Linked DNA regions of Mus musculus: region 1 is linked to region 2. A link is a contact called in public HiChIP or PLAC-seq data. All regions are on one chromosome and are shown on one strand. The core of a region is the stretch at or near the end of the contact, and the rest is flanking DNA. Distances in the headings are between cores, read along the strand shown.

Evidence for each region. HiChIP or PLAC-seq counts read pairs in DNA pulled down with a chosen protein or histone mark.
Region 1: a contact with region 2 is called in an H3K27ac HiChIP or PLAC-seq map of neural progenitor cells, with 3 times the contacts expected there. The contact joins two enhancer-like sites. A contact is called at or near these places in 4 of 484 Hi-C or Micro-C datasets (bone marrow-derived macrophages, cerebral cortex, embryonic fibroblasts and 1 more) and 7 of 115 datasets of contacts at active chromatin or transcription factors (SST interneurons, astrocytes, embryonic basal ganglia and 4 more).

Annotation. Positions count from the first base shown.
Region 1 is chr8:125,388,874-125,391,687 of GRCm38.p6, forward strand. No RefSeq gene overlaps it. Among named protein-coding and RNA genes, the nearest start is that of Gm30713, 4.4 kb to the left of the region's middle. Within about 2 kb of position 1,413, at least 126 of the 459 cell types and tissues checked have an H3K27ac peak or open chromatin away from gene starts, as enhancers often do. A contact at or near this core is called in SST interneurons, astrocytes, embryonic forebrain and 2 more, where this site is marked.
Region 2 is chr8:125,217,112-125,220,243 of GRCm38.p6, forward strand. Disc1 (disrupted in schizophrenia 1) reads left to right here. Exons shown (of 13, transcript NM_174854.2): 10 at 986-1,046. Among named protein-coding and RNA genes, the nearest start is that of Disc1, 160 kb to the left of the region's middle. RefSeq lists an enhancer at 1-2,740. Within about 2 kb of position 1,275, at least 68 of the 459 cell types and tissues checked have an H3K27ac peak or open chromatin away from gene starts, as enhancers often do. A contact at or near this core is called in SST interneurons, astrocytes, embryonic forebrain and 2 more, where this site is marked.

The DNA.
Region 1 (2,814 bases), core at 163-2,662, 170 kb after region 2:
GTGTCATTCCAGCCTGGCTGCCCGAGGTCTTGGGAGGTGCTGGAGGTTACAGAGTGAGGGAGGGTAACTGAGAATCGGGGAGGGATGCCATCCATGCAGCTATGAGGAAGTCGTTATTCATGCCAGAGAGACTCCTACACTGCTGCGGTTTGGGGCTTACTCGTTCTCCTATAAGTGAGTTCAATAAGCCATGGGTTCACCACGGTGGACTCTGCAGGTATCACTCCTTTGCTCTGTTTCCACACTATCTTGGGGAGACATGTTTGTTTCCTTCAGGAAAATTAATGAAACACGAGGTATCAAGAGTGTGTCTGATCCTCAGAGACAGAGCAGCGTTCCACAGGAAGAGCCCTGTGGGGAATCTTGGAGGACGCTCTGGCCCCTGCCTGGCCTTTCTGCACTTGGTTCAGAATGACTCTGACATTCCTTGTCAAGCTTCTTGTATGTCATCTGCATTGTGACTGACCTCCTCGCTTCAAGTGCGAGTGTGAATGATAGTCCTAACTCAGGCTTCCTGCCAGATATAGAGACTGTCAGCTGAGGCTGTGTTCTGGCACCGACTCTCCACCCCTTTTGGATAAAGCTGGAGGATAAAAAGCTGGCTCTTTATGGACAGTAGCCAGTTGTCCAGACGCACTCAACCATATGACTACAGAAACATTTGAGGTTGTGTTCAAAACAAGGAGAGCTGTCGTGTTGTGGATCTGGGCACATGGTTTAGAGGCAGTGGACCCAATGGGTCTCAGTCACATGACACAAGCTCTCTGGTTATAGACCTGTCTATCCCTGCAACCCATTTTTAAGGGAGGGATGTAATTTCTACCACTGTTATTTCTGCTAGCTTAAGATCTCACAGAGCTGAAGTATATGGCCCCATGTCACTCAGGGGCTGCCTCTCGTTGTGTGTGGCTGATATGTGGCTATCAGTAAGGATGGTGTGGGGGTGTTCTAGGAGGACCAGGGGCTGGTGGAAGACAGAAGATACACATCACACAGCGATTCCTGTTTACTTCCATTTAAAAAAATAGTAGTGTTTGTGTGTATGCATGTGTGCGCGCATGTGTGGTCAGACATATGCCACAGCATGTGTAGAGGTCAGAGGACAACTTGTGAGAGTCAGTTCTCTCCTTCTACCATCTGGGTCTAAGGCGTGAACTCAGGTCATCGGACTTGGTGGCAGGCGGGTGCCTTTTCCTGCCATCTTGCTGGCCCCTGTTTACTTCCTTTTAACAAAATCATCCCTGTTTGAATAGTCCTAATTAATTCTTGCTTTTTTCCACACAGAGTTCAGTAAAAAGGAAACATTCATATAAAAATCCGGATTTTCCTCTTCCTGGGCTCAGCCATCCCAGTACTAATTGCTGGCCAGGAAGGGCCCAAAATAGCAAGGCTGCCAGTCCCTGCCTGGGCCCGGAGCCAGATCCCCAGAGAGAATGCAGGACGAAAGGGAGAGAATACTTGGGAACAGCCAAGCTCCTTCTAACGGCCTCGTCTGCGGAGTCAGGCATTGCCACCTGTCCCCAGTGCTTCTCTTTAATTACTGTGAGGCTGCTCTGTGACTGTCACCAAGGATGCTACCACTGCTGTTCTCAGCATAGTAGGGCCTGATGCAGGCTCAAGAAAGAGAGCCATTCCCAGGTAGATTTAGTCCTTTGTTGGCAAATCCCTATAGCATCCTTCCCCTGGGATACAGTACCAAGGCCTTCTGGCTCCATCTAGGCACACGAGAAGCCTGCATCTTTGGTGTCTGGCAGAAGATGCTGCCTGGGGTGGGGCGGGGAGGGCGGGGGTAGGAAGCAGCACTGGATGGATGGATGACATCAGCTGGAGCCCGTCCCCAGTGAGGATGCTGATGCTAGTTAATAACTAGCAGGACCCCAGTGGATGACACCATCTGCAGCTGAGCTGACGAATTAAGGTCTAAGCAGTGGGGGCTAGAGAGAACATTTTGGAAACAGGGCTGACAGGGATGCACACGTGAAGGGATTTTTTTTTTTAATTGCACTATTCTCAAAGGCATTCTGTTCCAGCCAACTCTGCCTGGCTGTCGGGTTGTGCTTTTGAGGACACAGCAGGGCAGACTGCTGTTGATGAGTCTGGGATTATGGAATCTCATTTCCACCTTAGCCTGAAACAGCAAAGCTGTATGAGTTCAGAAGAGGTTTCATAAACATTTCTGGACCTTGGGGATTTTTGTTTGTTTTATTTGTTTTTGTTTTTAATTATTTACAAAATGAAAGCAGCGGCATGTATCCATCAAGATTTTTGGATTAGCACAAGAGGAGATGGGTGAAACTGTCATTTCCTTTTGCTTAAAACAGCAAGGTTTCTGTCCTTAGGCAGAATGGGGGAGCAGTGTCTTAGTTGTAGGAGGGAGCAATGAGCTTGGGAGAAATAAATGTAGCTGGGTTGTCGCAAGGGCCCCTGCATGCAGGGTCTTACATGTCGTCCGTGGTCCCTTCCGATCTCTTACCTCTCTGTTTGAGGCTTCCGTCTCTTTCTGTGAAGATTAACTTCCTCCGCAAGTCAGCTCTTAAAACTCAAGTCAAAGGACAACCCCCAACTTCCCCACTTATTCTTGGTGGGTACACAGCTTTCTTCAGCTTACTTCTCAGGGGAAACATCTGATTGGCTCGTTCTTGATCAGGTGGCCAGCTCTCATCCAATTAAATTCCCTGCAAGACGTACCTAGCAGAGAGAGACTACATCCTGAAAGCTAGGAAATGGTTCTAGAGGGTGGAGGGCTGCTCTGTTCAGGGCTTTGTAACCTACAGAGGGCATAATGGACATGAAGTCTGGGTGGCAATGATACCA
Region 2 (3,132 bases), core at 25-2,524:
GAAAGGAGGTTTTTTCATGTTTTTATATAATAGCTTCATTAATCCTTTTGAAAATTTCTTACAGTGTATTTTGATCATATCCATTCTTGTTTTGCCCAGAGCCACCTCCCAGACAATTTTATTTTGACTCATGGTTTCAGAGAGAAAATTCCATCATGATGGGCCAGGCATGGCTATTGTAGACACAGAGGTGGCTGTGTCTACAGTCATCCTGATCCTCATGGGGCAGGGATGGGGGTGAGACAGTGTGTGTGTGGGGGGGGGAGGTGGGTACTGCAGGGGTATGGCTGTGTCCATAATCATCTTGGTCTGGCTGAAGCAAAAGCAGATAGTAACTTCAAGGTGCATCCTTGGCAACATACTTGCCTTTGTGAACACCACGCTGTAGCAACATACTTCCCTTTGAGGGCACTCTGTAGCAGTGTGAGCTAGGGGTCAGATCCTCACATCTTGGTGGAACAGGAAGAAGACAGCATGGGGTGGAGCCAGAAGCAGATACCACCGGCAGAGTTGGCCCCAGGGACCCACTTCTGATAGCTGGAGACTAAGCATTCAGACAGTGTCCCTCTGGAGGACATTTCATATTTAAAGCTTAACATCGAGTCTAGCGTTTAGTATCTAATTTGTTTAACAAAGTATTAGTTTGAAAGCCCAGATTGTTTATAAATGTGAGTACATACCAGTTTTCATTAACAGAGGCTATCTGTTTTGGAAGAGAGGTGTTGTCATGACAGTATCAAGCCAGGGTGGCCCAATGTCATTACCTGTGCCTGCTTCCAGCTGCAGAGACAATTGGAGCCTCTGCATCTTTCTAGCACAGGGCTCTAGGCAGCCACTTGGATGGGTTTTCGGGTCTTCCAAACACAACATGCTGTTATTATTAGACCCTTGACCAACGATCCTTTGTTTTCAGCTTTTAAATGAGCATTTGTGGTTGTCTCTCAGTTTGGGCTACAGCTGTGCTCACGTTGGGTTTTTCTTGCAGAAACACGCATGAAGGCAAACACTGTGAAGTGCATGGAAGTGTTGGAAGGTCAGCTGAGCAGGTAAGTTGTGTGTGTGTGTGGGGGGGGAGTTCCTGCCCTATAGACTCTGGGTATATCTGCTTGCTTTATTAGAATTCAGTGAAGGCAAGGGAAGGAGCCAGTCAATCTTTATAATACATTAACAAAGAAAGCAGGAAAACACCCAGCATCCCCAGGGGAAGGAGCAGGTGCTGTTCCAACATCTCCTAGCCCAGGCTCCCCTTTGACAAAGCAAATAGATTAGAATGTTTAAAAGCATCTTGGCGAGAACACAGGGCAGTTCTCACATCTCAGAATAAGAAAAGCCTCTTTGGGATACCGAGCTAAGAATTCATGCTGCGGTCTGCTTTTGCTTTCTACGCGCAGGCAACCGCAGCCGCTGAAGGGGTCTTAAGGACTGTGAACTGGTTTACACACAGAGCAATGCAGGAATTTGCATTGTCGGTTCTGTTTTGAATCCCGAATCAAAACCAGCATGAAAATTCCTGCTTGCTTTTTCTCTTTTCTTTTCTTTTTTTTTTTTTTTTTTTTTAAACCCAATTAGGAATTCAGATCGTAGAAGCATTAGGGACTCCGCAGCACGTCAAGCTGTTTCTGGTTTGCTGGGATGTCTACTTCTGGAAACAAACCCCAGCCAGCGGGATCTGGTCCTAATTAAGGGAACAAGTTCCACAATGTAGTCTGTGCCTTTCTTCCCTGGCAGCCAGTTTGGTTTTATGGAAACATCTTGCTACTATTTTGGAAATTGCTAAGTGGCTCTGGAATAGATTTGCCTTAAACCTTTGTCTGCCAGGACAGTGCCAAGGCCTCTCCCTTCAGGATGATGGGGTGTGGGATTAGCCTCAGGTTGAAAGCCAAGTCCTTCCACCCACCAACTGACCTTGCTGCCCCTAGACTTGGGGAAAGCCCTGTCAGAGCTGGCCATCATGGACTGAGTGTCAGGAGTATATGCAGGAAGCTAGGGGCTTGGGTCTGAGGCTGGCTTTCCTGCCATGTACTGGTGAGAGCGTTCTGATACGCCTCTCTCCATCTTATTCCTGATACCTTTTTTTTTTCAGACATGCAGGCCCCCTGAGGTGTGACTTAGAGTCACCTTAGACTCTTGGACAGACCTCTGAGGGCCCATGCTAAGGCATCCCTTCCCCCTGAGCCTTCTGACAGATATAGTATGGAGTAGAGTTTATTTAGGGTGTGGGGAGGGGAGTTGAAGGAGTAGAGACAGAGAAAGGCAGAGAGGGAGAGAGGATCATCTTAGGACTCCTGGAGCATAACTACTGACAGACAGACAGACACTTCCCCAACTGCAGTCCTGCCAATGACATATAACCCTCAGGAAGAATTGGCCATCTTTCCCCCTGTATTTTTATTTTCTCTTCCTTTATATGGGTTGATTCTTTTATATTGAGATATAGATATAGAGATGGATATGGATATATAGATATATAGGTATATAGGTATATAGATATGTAGACATATAGATATAATGTTCAGACCCATTTGCCTTGGCATCCTGTCTTTGTGACTCACAGTAGAATATTAAAGACCACAAGAAAGCCACTCCAAGGAGCCCGCCCACTCACCATCCCCTTCAGGCTGTTACAGAGGTAATAGCAAACATGAATGTGTTGATTTAACTCTTTCCCCTCAGGCCTGAATTTGGCTTTAATTTCCATCTTCTCAGTTGTCACATATTCTCTGTTAGCCTTCTGAGCGAGTCAAAGGAAGTATTAGAGAATTCTTACTTTTTGCCTGCAGTTTCTTTGAGAGTCTCTTTCTGCAGCCTAAGTGTGCCTTGAATTCAGGCCCTCTCACTTCAGGCCTCCAAGGCTGAGATTACAGGTGTCCACCACAACTTTTCTCAGCTCAGAGGTTTTTACTATGGTGCAAGAAAGACATCTCTGTTGGTAAAGTGCTGGCTTTGGACCCCCAAGGACCTGCATTTGATCCCTAGACTACAGGTTGAATAAGTGAGCCCACCGTGATGGTGTGCACTTATGCCTTTGTACTAGGCAAGCAGAGATAGGTGAATTCTGGGGGTCACTGGCAGGCAAGACTAGTGGAATCCCTGGGGGTCACTGGCCAGCCAGCCTAGACTAGTCAGTTCCCA